3 separate regions of the Mus musculus genome follow, and regions 1 and 3 are each linked to region 2. Evidence: chromatin contacts called from public HiChIP or PLAC-seq and promoter capture Hi-C data. All regions are on one chromosome and are shown on one strand. The core of a region is the stretch at or near the end of the contact, and the rest is flanking DNA. Distances in the headings are between cores, read along the strand shown. Region 1 holds the start of Relt (RELT tumor necrosis factor receptor). Region 2 holds the start of Mrpl48 (mitochondrial ribosomal protein L48). Region 3 holds the start of P4ha3 (procollagen-proline, 2-oxoglutarate 4-dioxygenase (proline 4-hydroxylase), alpha polypeptide III).

Region 1 (3,720 bases), core at 257-2,756, 280 kb after region 2:
AACCAGGGGGCTGAAAAAGGAGACCTGGGTAGAGAAGTGTCTTTGGATTGAGGTTTCAGTATCTAAAGGGCCAGTGGCTTTTGAGTGGGAGCCTGACATCTTCTTGACCAACTGTGAGCAAGACTGTTTCCAACTGTTCACCAACACATGGGAACCTTGGACCACTCCATTGTGTCACAAGCAGACGCCTGCCCCCACCCCCACTGCAGTCTTTCTGTCTGGAGGGGAGAGGAGAATGGAGAAGACTGACCCAAAAACAATAGAGGATCCCAAAGTGATGATTCACAGGCTATTCACACCTCTCTGCAGACTGGGAGACTGAGGCTTAGCAGGGGTAGATCTGATCACAAAACAGAATACACAGTGCCTTGCTAGATGTTGGGGACTTCAGTGTGTGTGTGTGTGTGTGTGTGTGTGTGTGTGTGTGTGTGTGAGCGTGGAGTGGAGTGGAGACTGAGACCACCTCAGGTCTTCTCTGTGCCAGAGGGGCTAGCCCACCCAATTCTGGCTTCCTCTGCTAGGTCATGTCTGCGTGCAAACTCACTAAACTGAACTCTAAGGGTGTCTTGGAGAGAGATCTTTATTCCCTAGACTCCTGATCTTCCTTGGCCCCTCAAACACTGGAAGGTGTCAGGTTCCTCCTTGTCTTACTCTATCCTAGGCAGGCAGGCAGGCAGACAGTCTCTCTCTCTCTCTCTCTCTCTCTCTCTCTCTCTCTCTCTCTCTCTCTCTCTCCTCCCTCCCCCCCCACCCCGTCCCACATGCACCCTATGACCCCGTGATTCAGGGCTTGCTTAAGTTATTTAGGGTTCCTCTGTTCTACCTTATACTCACAACTAGCCCGGGTCACACTACAGGCCGGCCACACACAGTGACCCCAGTGACCTGGGGTCTCTCACATACACAATCACACACACTCTGCCTGCCTCACACACAGAGCCCCTCTGTGTCGCCCGCTAGGCTCGGCGTCACCGCCCAGTGTCCCAGCCACACGTTCGCCCGGGCCAGGCCGCCTCATGCGCCGTGTCACCCACAGTCACTGGCTGACACCGTTCAGAACACCCCCCCCCTTCCCGGCCGCCCCGCGCTGCAGCCGCACCGAGGCGCCGCCGTCCCGTCCCGCAGCCGGCCTTTGGTGTCAGTCCAAGTTTCCCGGGCTCCCCCGACCCCTTGCACGCCAAGTTCCGCTGCTTCCTCTCGCGCACCTTCTGACAGACTGCGCCGCGCGCGGTGCCGGGAGGACGCGCAGCCCGGGGGCTCCGGGACGCGTAGACAGCACCAGGATGGGACGGGACTGGGCAGGAGAGCGGGGCTGACGCATCCGCCGCTCAGGAGAACTTCCTCGGAGCAGCGGAGCGGGGCTGAGGGCCGTGCGCACCCTCCTTACCTGGCCCGCAGCACCAGCTTCGCTCAGCGTCCGACGCGGCGCCGGGGCCCCGCTAGGCGAGCGCTCGGGGCCGGCCGCGCAGCCTGCGCGCCTTTTGAATGAATCGCCGGCCTGGCCGGGAAGCTGCGCGGCCCCTCCCCTCGCGTCACGGCTTCTGGCCCCGCCCCCGACGTCAGAGCTCCGACTTGCGGCCCCTAACCCCGAGCCCCTCTGCGGGCCAAGGGCTCACGATTCTCCCGCCAGGCCACGCTGCTCCGCATCGCCACCTCTTGAGCCTCCTAGGAACTGCAGGGGCTACGACTAGGATGTTCTTCAGATGCATCCCTTGGGGCGCATCAGGGAGGCGCGGCCGTGTGTGTGTGTGTGTGTGTGTGTGTGTGTGTGTGTGTGTGTGTGTGTGTGTGTGTGTGTGTGTGTGTGTGTGTGTGTGTGTGTGTGTGTGTGTGTGTGTGTGTGTGTGTGTGTATGTGTGGTGTGTGTGTGTGTGTGTGTGCGCATGCATCCCTTGGGGCGCATCAGGGAGGCGCGGCCGTGTGTGTGTGTGTGTGTGTGTGTGTGTGTGTGTGTGTGTGTGTGTATGTGTGGTGTGTGTGTGTGTGTGTGTGCGCGCGCGTGCGGGCGTGTGTGTGTGTGTGTGTGTGTGTGTGGTGTGTGTGTGTGTGTGCGCGCGCGCGTGCGGGCGTGTGTGTGTGTGTGTGTGTGTGTGTGTGTGTGCTCCGAACCAAGAAATCTGGGCTTGTGTGATGCAGCGAAAAGGTGCTTGAGACATGAATGCTACTCAGATCCTGTCACCATTGCCTGTGTAACTAGGGCCACAGCTGCCACTGCCTGGGAATAGTCTTTGGAATTGGTTGTGGGTAAGAGCACCCTCAGTGTCTTGGATGAGACCCAAGCTGGTTTCTAGAATCCCCCACCTAGCTAATAAGAGAGACTATAAGGAATGCTCACCTGGTGAATTCCTTTGGAACCTGGCCTAAATACCCCTTCCTTCAGGGTAGCTGGTTCCTCCCCCAAGTAGGTATGACAATGACAATCCTCTCCCCTAACACCAGCGGTCCCACTCTTCTATCACCAATGCCAGCCATCGCAGTGTCCAGTGGAGGACAGGAGAAGTAACGGACTGGGAGGCCAGGATTTGGGAGGCAGAGGCAGGAAGCTCCTGAGTTCCAAGCCAGCCTGGGCTACATATGGAGACATTGTTTCACAAGCAAGCAAACACAAAAAGAGTGACCAACACTATGAGACATCGTTGTAGAAGCCAGGCAGTAAGTAACCATTGCACTCTTGCAATGGTTATAAACTGGGCCCGTGTGTGGTATGGTGCGGTGGTAGTAGCAGTAGTGGTGCGGTGGCACTAGCAGTAGCACATCTCAGCTCCCACAGCCTTCTCTTCCGTTACCTTCCCACTCCCCCAGCATCATTCAAAGAATCTAAGGTGGCCAGGAGAGCAGGATGAGATGAAACTCGGACAGCACAGAGGAGCCCAGTGCGGGAGACAGAGGCCTGGCTGGAATCAGGATAATCACAGCTCACGGAAGAGGTTGAGGAAGTAAATATGTCTGTTGGGAATGGGTGGGCTGGTAAACAAATTAAGTCATAGAATTTGAGCCACAGAAAGGAAAGGAAAGGAAAGGAAAGGAAAGGAAAGGAAAGGAAAGGAAAGGAAAGGAAAGGAAAGGAAAGGAAAGGTCAGGTCCCCAGAGCCTGGGAAATTCCAGGAGGAGAACTGGACACCTGAGAGACGAGAGGGAGGGGAGAGTTTCCATTAACCTGGCTGAGCCCAGGTTTTGGGGACAGGGCAGAAAAAGTTCCACGTTACTGGTGTCAAAATCATGAGCGCAGCAGGCCTAGTGACTTGTGCTTCTAACCCCAGAGCACTGGAGGCAGAGACAACCAGATCTCCCTGAGTTCTGTGCCAGCCTGGTCTACATAGTGAACTGCAAGCCAGCCAAGGATACAAAGTGACATCCTGTCCTGGAAAAACAAAAAACAAAAACAAACCAATACATTCAATGTCAACTGTGCTCCCCCAAATCTGGGGATGGGCCCAGAGCCCCACATCACAGTCCATGGTGGAAACCCACTGGGGAGCAGTGACGTGCTCAGACTTGCCTGAATGTTCTCTGCTTCCGAGTTTTTGTTTTTCTCTTTTTGAGACACAGTCCCCTTATTGAGCCATCGCCATGTATGTAGACTGAGTTGGCCTCAGACTCACAGAGACCCGCCTGCCTCTGCCTCCTGCCTGCTGTGGTGAAAGGTAAGCTTCACTGTGACCGTTTTCCTCAGTTTTATTTTGTTTTAATTTTCTATTATATTTTATGTGTATAGCATTT
Region 2 (4,277 bases), core at 728-3,227:
TGAACTGGATGAAATGACAAATACCTGTAGACTGAGCTACTTAAGGGACAGCAGTAGGAGAATCACTAGAACCTACAAGTTCAAGGTCAGCCTTCAAAAAAAGTGAAATACTATCTCAATGAAAGGAAACAAAGTAGTCAAATTCAAAAGAGAAGGAAGAGATGAAGAGGCACCAAAGTGGAATCCCAGAAGCTTCACGTTATCCTCACTGTCCTCAGTCGGTACTAGAGCTAATGCCTCAAGTATTTGAATACAAAAATCAATGCTTTCAAGTCTTTTTTCTAAGTTCTCATAAAAGTTGATCTTGTTTCTAGTGTTTCCTTTGGCAGCATTCTTCTACTATGACTGTATCGACTCTCAAAATCTATCTTCATGAAGGTTATTAGGAACACAGATTTTATAACTACTGACATTTGAATTTCCACACCTTTTCTGTCAGCTAGGACTGCTTAATAATAATATGTGAAGAGCAAATAAAACTAAACAAATGACTACAAAATACCAACATTCTTATTAGCACCATCCTTCATCCCTTACAAAACACCCATTCCTATTTGCAGTATCCTCTATTATACTTTTGGGCTTGTTTTTCTTTTTCTTTTACTTTTTGAGGTCAGGTTTCAAGTAGCTTAGGTTGGTTGGCTTCAAACTAAATCTATAATCACAGCTGTCCTTGAACTCCTGATCCTCCTACCTCTGCCTCCCAAGTTCTATGATTAAAGACACTACCCCAATTCCTGGCTTTGTTAGATGATGGCCTTAGTGCCAGGTTTCCATGGATTCTTCTGCACTATTGCAAATTATATTCCTTGCATACTGATCTTCTCTTCCTTCCTTGGAAAGAAGATAAATAGAACCAGAGAATAGAATGGAATGTTGAAGTTTATTTCTATTATCTTTGCAGCAGACCTGTTATCACAAATTGGCTAAAGAGAACTAGTGGGTCCCTTCATGAAGGATGGGATGAGAAACTCAAATTTAGAGACATTCAAGGGTAGTCCCACATCCAAAAATGGCAATGACCATATTGATTTATACATACATTATGGTGATAAAGTCTCTATAATTAATGCCTGGAATAAAACCCCAATACGAAGAGAACAGGAACAACAACAACCTAAGCAATATGACACAAGTGGAAAAGACCAACTGAGATCTGGTAACTTTGTTAAGGGAAGAGAAAAACAAGGACCAGATTTAAGAATGGTAGTGTGGCTTGGGGTAGTGATGCGTACTTGTTATCCAAGCACTGGGGGGAACTGATGCAGGAGACTTGTGTCATGAGCAGTCTGGGCTACATGATGAGACCTCGTCTCATAAAAGGAAAGAAGGCTCACCTGGTTCTGCAATAGTCTCTTAATATTTTGGAAGCCAAGAGTAACAAAACGAAATGGTTGGTTCGCTCGGTTTTATGAAATGCTCTCAAATAAGATTTTGTAAGCAAAAGTGTAATTTATCATTATTGTATTCCTCTTATCACCGAGTAACTTCATTCACATCCCAACCACTTCAGCGAGGATTCTCTTAAAAGATGATTAAATGTAAAAAGTAGATGACCTGCCCAAGGTCAGACAATTTAAGGGGACGATATTCCGTGTGTGGGGACTCTCCCTTTCCTAGGCACGAGGCAGCGAGGGTGACAAGTGGAGGGGGCGTGGCACGAGACTGGCAAGCTCGCCCTGGGCCGGGGAAAGAATTGACAGTGAGGCGCCGCAGGGACTGCTGGGAAAGGCCTGTTCGCAGAGTCCTAGGCCTAAACGTCCGCACGCAAACACCTTCCAGCTCTGCTTTCCCTTCCGCTTTCCTCAGCTCCCTACGTGCGTGGAATCTGCGTTACCTTTCCCAGGGTTCCGCTCATTCTCGACCACAGCGGCTTCTGAGCAAACCGAAGATCCACCCTAGCAATCACGACCCCAGGCGTCTGGAAACAGGGCCGGAAAGGTCTTCATCACGTCCGTCCACCAAATCCTACCGAGACGCTTTCTGCTCACGCAGCATCTTGGTTCCGGAAGTTTTTAAAACCCAAGGGATAAAACTCTCCCCAGATTCCACCCTCACCCCAGCTCCTGTCACCTTCCCTGTGATTTCTCTGGGCAGTATGGATTGCCGTCTTTGTTACCGAGTGCTTTTCACATAATTTTGGTATCTCACCTATGAGACTACATATTATTTAATGTCTCTCTTCTCTATTTTGATTGAATTCCTTTAGGACACAGATCCTGTCTGGTTAATTTATTCCAGCGTCTCGTATGCAAATCTTGACTTGTTACCTCGACTTTGGAGCTGATTAACCCCAGGTGAACTTTCCTAGCGTTCCATATCCTCATAGTAATTAAGAATAATTATCTTTTATTGAGAGGCCATGATGTGCAATACTTTTCGTTCAGTAGCTCACAGTTTTTTTTTTCTTTTTTTGTTTTTGTTTGCTTGTTTGTTTGTTTTGGTTTGGTTTTTTGAGACAGGGTTTCTCTGTAGCCCTGGCTGTCCTGGAACTCACTTTGTAGACCAGGCTGGCCTCGAACTCAGAAATCAGCCTGCCTCTGCCTCCCAAGTGCTGGGATTAAAGGCATGCACCACCAAGCCTGGCTTCTTCTTCTTCTTCTTTTTTTTTTTTTATTAGATATTTTCTTTATATACATTTCAAATTTCAAATCTATCCTGAAAGTTCCCTATACCCTCTCCCCGACCTGCTCCCCTACCCACCCACTCCCACTTCTTGGCCCTGGCATTCCCCTGTACTAGGGCATATAAAGTTTGCAATACCAAAGGACCTCTCTTCCCAGTGATGGTCAACTAGGTCATCTTCTGCTACATATGCAGCTAGAGACACGAGCTCTGAGGGTACTGGTCAGTTCATATTGTTGTTCCACCTATAAGGTTGCAGACCTTCAGCTCCTTGGGTGCTTTCTCTAGCTTCTTCATTGGGGGCCCTGTGTTCCATCGTATAGATGACTGTGAGTATCCACTTCTGTATTTGCCAGGCACTGACATAGCCTCATATGAGACCAGGGTCCCTTCATCAAAATCTTGCTGGCATATTCAGTAGCTCGCTTTATTCCTCACAAGCCTCCCGGAGAGAAACTGCTCGATTTTACAGACAAAGGTCTCTCAGGGTAGACCAGGCTGGCTCTGAATTTGTATTTGCCTCCAAGGTGCTTTGATAACAAGCTTAGGCCACTACACTCAGCTACCAACTATTTAATTAGCAATACCTTTTGCCAGTCCTTTGATGGAATCCTGGGAACACAAAAATGAATAGCTTGTGGTTCCTGCCCTTAAATGGCACATTTAAATCATTACAGAGCAATAAGAAATTCATGTCACCAAGATAGGCATATAAACTCTGTGTACAGAGGGAGTACCTGAGGCATACAATAAAGTCAGCATTGGGTGAAATAACGAATGTGCAACGGTTACTTTATTTTGCTACTGTTGCTGTTTTTAACACAGAAAAAGTGTCAAAACTAGTAAATAAGGGCTGGAGCATGAGTGGTAGTGGGGTACATCCTGGTACTGGGAAGCAGAGGCAGGTGGATCTCTGAGTTTGAGGCCAGCCTGGTCTACAAAATGAGTTGCAGGACAGCCAGAGCTACACAAAGAAACCTTGTCTTGAAAAAAATAAATGAAACAAACAAAAACGAAAAATAAAGGGCTGGAGAGATGGCTCAGCAGTTAAGAACTCTTGTGGCTCTTGCAGAGGACCTGAGTTAGGTTCTCTGTCCCTAGATCAGAAGGCTCATAACCTTCTGCAACTCCACCTCTGGGGATTCAGTAACCCCTCTGACCTCCTCAGATACCTGTGTTTACAGACACAGACACATGCACATAAATAAAAATAAAATCTCTTTTAAGTGGTAAATATGAACTGGGCTGCATTGATGGTATGGTTTTTTTGTCAGCGTTCCTTCCAAGATCCTAATGTTTCATCTATCTTAGAATGAAATTCCAAAGACTCAGCAACACTGCTGTTGCTAAATCTATTTCTCTCATATGGGGCAGAAGACAAGGAGACTATTACGATCAATCTTATGTGCCAGATTTACTGAGCAATGTGGCAACCAGATACTTGGTGAAACATTATTCTGGATGTTTTTGTTATGATATCTAGGGATGAGAGTAACATTTAAATGAATAAAATGCCCTCCCTAATGGGAGTGGACCTCACCCAAACAAAAGAAGGCCTAAATAGAATGATGACCCTTCCTCAAATAAGAGAAAATTAATTTTTTTAAAAGATTCATTTATTTATTATATGTAAGTACACTGTAGCTGTTTTC
Region 3 (3,941 bases), core at 412-2,911, 300 kb before region 2:
AGAGGATTTACATTAGGCATTTGAGGTTGGTTTAACATACAATAATTTATGTAACACCCTATATGGACGTGGATGGGGAAAACTCAGCTCAGGCCTTCAGTAAGAGCAGTGTGTATGCACTCTTAGCTGCTGGCCTTCTCACCCGCCCAAGTTTCCTATTGCTTAGACAAGTTATCACAAACTCTGGGGCTTATAATAACCCAGATTTTTTTATCCTACTGCCTCAGAATTCAGAAGTCTGAACCGATGTATTAGACTTTTTCAGCACTGTGACCAGATATCTGACAGACACACTGTAACAGAGAAAAGATTTCTTTGACTCCTGGAGCCCATCATGAAAAGGAAGGTGTGTTGGCAGGTCTTGCCCCGTCTGGTGGCTAGCATATGTGGCCGGTGCTCACATCCAGCAGACAGAAACCTGATGGCTCTGGCCAGCAGTGAAGCCTTAGTGAACCTAGTGGAGTATGTAAGCCCTACTTCCCCAAAGCTCCATAGCTTGGTTTTTACCAAGTATTCAAGAGGATGAAACTGTGAGGTTCATTTCAAATTCAAACCGTAACGAATAGGTGTCACGAGATAAAATCAAGGTATTGGCAGATCTGTTCTTCCTGCAGACTAGGAAAGATCTGTCCCCCAGCCTTCTCAACCTTCTAGAAGCTACCTACAACCTGTTACTCACAGACCGTTTATCCATTTTCAAAGTCGCAACACAGCATCATCAAGTCTCTGATTTGGCTGTTATTGTCCTGTATCTTTCTTTGCCGTTTGTTTGTTTGTTTTTCGAGACAGGGTTTCTCTGCCTCCCAAGTGCTGGGATTAAAGGCGTGGGCCACCACCGCCCGGCTTTTTCTTTGCCTTTTTAAAAGGACCTTGGCAACTGCGTTGAGCTCACCAGGATAATCCAGGATGGCCTAAAGTCAAGATACTGTTAGAACTACACACATTGACTCTGTGAAGCTCTCTCCCCATCAAAGCATGCCAGGGGAAGCCCCTCTTTGGGGATGAGGTCCTCACCCATTGCACACAGCCTGTGGTTGCCCATTTTGTGTTTTTATGGTGGTTTACATTTCCATTTCCCTTTATGAGCAGCGGGCTGCATCTGCACCTACTATAGCACAGATGTTACTGAACACTTAAATGAATGAGTAAATGAATAAACATTGCTGGGCAAAAGGGATAGCGGGGTGAAAGAAACAAGCAGCCTAGTAGAATATAATGATGGTATTTTTGTGTGACTCTGTAGTGACTCGATCCTAGAGTTTCAGCTTCTGTAAGTCCTAGCCATCTTTCAAGATCACCTGAGGTCCTGTCCTCTGTGAAGACTTTACCCCTCTGCCCCAGCCACCTGCACTTCTGTCACCATGCTGTGTCACCCTTTGGAGTTCCCCTCATAATCCAGAGGTTTTTGTGTCCTCCCCTGTCCCACAGGAGGAATTTGGATGATGGCTCAGCACGGCTGTAACTAGAGAAATCACTGCTCACCCGCGCTCGCCTCAGTTCCCCCAAATGTGACAGGCACGGTGGAATCAGTGTGGAGTTAGCGGCGGGCCAGGCACTAAGGAATTCAGTGCTGAGGGGACGGAGGCGGCCAAGGGCGGGCGACGGAAGGCTGCGGGCGGGCGGGCGGGCCGGGGCGGCGCCGGGCGAGAGCGCGGAGGGACGCGCGACCCTGCGATGGGCCCAGGGGCGCGGCTGGCTCTGCTGGCGCTGCTGGCGCTCGGGGGAGACCCCGCGGCGGCCACGGGGCGGGAGGACACGTTCTCCGCGCTGACCAGCGTGGCGCGCGCCCTGGCGCCCGAGCGCAGGCTGCTGGGGACACTGAGGCGCTACCTGCGCGGCGAGGAGGCGCGGCTGCGCGACTTGACCAGGTGAGGGCGTCTCCAGGGAGCCGGGATGCTCAGCGACTGAGGGTGAGGAGTAACTGAGGCCCAAAGTGACTTCCAGACCCAACTGTCATGTGGTGGGGACCCTGAGACACTTTGAAGGGGAATGAGGAGTTCTGTGTCACTCTCTCTCTCTCTCTCTCTCTCTCTCTCTCTCTCCCTCTCTCTCACTCTCTGTGTCTGTCTGTCTGTCTGTCTGTGTCTGTCTCTTTGTCTCTGTGCCTGTCTCTCTGCCTCTTTGTGTGTGTGTCTCTGTCTCTCTGTTCCGGTCTCTGTCTCTCTCTGTGTCTATGTGTCTGTATGTATGTGTGTTTGTCCGTGTCTCTGTCTCTTTCTGTTTCTCTGTCTCTCCCTGTCTCTCTGTCTCTCACTCTCTGTCTCTGTCACACACAAACACACACCCCGGGGTGTGACACCACCCCCCATCCACCTTCACATGTCCAAGTTGATACACTGTGAAAAAGTGTAGGTAGCATGGAGATTCTAGAGTCCAGTTGGATCTCACAAATACTGTGTCAAGCAGCAAATGACCTTGGACTTCTTGTCAAGTTACTGCTGACACAGTAGAATGCTGTGGTGACCATTATAGCTCTTATTTCTTTTTCCATGGGTAAAAGTTCTCTGAATGTAAGTAGTAGCTGAGAGGTTGTATGTATGTGAAAATGTCTGACTCCAAAGAAAACACTGTGAAAAACTACTTCACACGGGGTAATACTGGGAGTAGTGTGCACAAACACACAGCCAACATTATTTTTTATGCAGTCAGCAAAGTAGAGTTAGATCCTGGAAGGTAAACTGTTGTAAAGTGTGGGACTTAGAGCACTAATCAGTGTCCAAGATGAAAAAGGAATGCTTGCATATGATACCAACATGTCTTGTGCCTTCTTTGCTTTGGACACTGAGAAGCCCACGGACTATAAGGCACAGTTGTTTCCACATAAATCCAATTGATCTTACAAACTTGTCTAGACAGAGCAGAAGCACATCATTTGATTTCCAGTAACTTTAAATTTCAAATCCATTCCCATGCCAACCCGCCCTGCTCCACTCCCACAAATGTTTATAAGAAATGGTCATGAAGGACAGCCAGTTTCGTAAGGGTTGGCTTAATCCTGCAGTCTGCTCTTCAAATGCCATTGGTGGCAACTGATGGCTTGTAGTTAGACACGCATTTGTTTGAGTTGCAGTATCAAATTGGTTTGTTAAAAAAAAAAAACCTGCAGATTACATTCTTACACTAAGAAAAACAGGCTGTAAGCAGGAGACAAGTTTAGGAAAAGCTAATAAAAGACACCTGTCTATACTAAAAAAAAGGAGGAGGAGGAGGAGAAAAAAGGGAAGAGGAGGAAGAAGGGAAAAAGGAGAGGAGGAGGAGATGGAGGAGGAGGAAAAGAAGAGGAGGAAGAGGAGAAAGCCAATGCAGGAGAAAGTGTGTGGAACACTGTGGGTACCAAGTGACTCAGAGTCTAGATTCAGGAGCTCAACAGGTCTCTGAATTTTTGACTCTGACCGTGTTATATCTTTAAGCTTTAGTTTCCTAATCTAAACAATGATGCTTTAATGGTTATTCCCATAGGGTTCTTGGAACGATTGTGTCCAGGTAAAGTTATTTATCATTGAGCTTAACATGTAGTAAGTTACTGAAAAAATGTTAACTCCCTATGACTCTTCAAGGCTGGCTGATCAAGTAGACTCGGCGCAGTGGGGAGGCTGAGGCAGGAAGACTGCTGTGAACCAAGCAACACAAGAGCAGACCACCGCTGCTCAGTGACTAAGTATTAAATTAACCCTGCCAATGGAAGCACTAGCTGGGATTCTAAAAGATTAAAAAGGGAATTTTTAAAATCCCAGATCCGTTTCTCAGATGATTATGAACATTTAGTCTCATCACAGGCAATCTGATGCTCTAGAGGCTGTGATTCTGTCCCCTGGTCATGCTCGAAAGCCAGCGTGAAGTGTTTACTTTTTAAAAATGATTTTTTAAATCATTTTTTAAAAATTGGGGTAGTTTCAGCTCACTTTTCTATAGATTCAATCTGTTGATTTTATATAAGTTGA

Evidence for each region. HiChIP or PLAC-seq counts read pairs in DNA pulled down with a chosen protein or histone mark. Capture Hi-C pulls out chosen DNA fragments and counts their contacts.
Region 1: a contact with region 2 is called in a promoter capture Hi-C map of adipose tissue. The contact joins the promoter of Relt here to the promoter of Mrpl48 in region 2. A contact is called at or near these places in 10 of 39 promoter capture datasets (the 3T3-L1 cell line, the C10 cell line, cranial neural crest and 6 more), 9 of 115 datasets of contacts at active chromatin or transcription factors (astrocytes, effector CD8 T cells, embryonic basal ganglia and 6 more) and 2 of 9 other capture datasets (adipose tissue and liver).
Region 3: a contact with region 2 is called in a FOXA1 HiChIP or PLAC-seq map of pancreatic cancer cells. The contact joins the promoter of P4ha3 here to the promoter of Mrpl48 in region 2. A contact is called at or near these places in 3 of 39 promoter capture datasets (embryonic stem cells, neural stem cells and stem cell-derived epiblast-like cells), 1 of 115 datasets of contacts at active chromatin or transcription factors (pancreatic cancer cells) and 1 of 9 other capture datasets (pancreatic islet).

What each region holds. Positions count from the first base shown.
Region 1 is chr7:100,861,907-100,865,626 of GRCm38.p6, forward strand. It overlaps Relt (RELT tumor necrosis factor receptor), which reads right to left and starts at 1,507. Exons shown (of 11, transcript NM_177073.6): 1 at 1,388-1,507.
Region 2 is chr7:100,581,153-100,585,429 of GRCm38.p6, forward strand. It overlaps Mrpl48 (mitochondrial ribosomal protein L48), which reads right to left and starts at 1,978. Exons shown (of 8, transcript NM_198831.3): 1 at 1,838-1,978. The coding sequence starts at 1,858.
Region 3 is chr7:100,283,859-100,287,799 of GRCm38.p6, forward strand. P4ha3 (procollagen-proline, 2-oxoglutarate 4-dioxygenase (proline 4-hydroxylase), alpha polypeptide III) reads left to right here and starts at 1,662. Exons shown (of 13, transcript NM_177161.4): 1 at 1,662-1,868. The coding sequence starts at 1,675.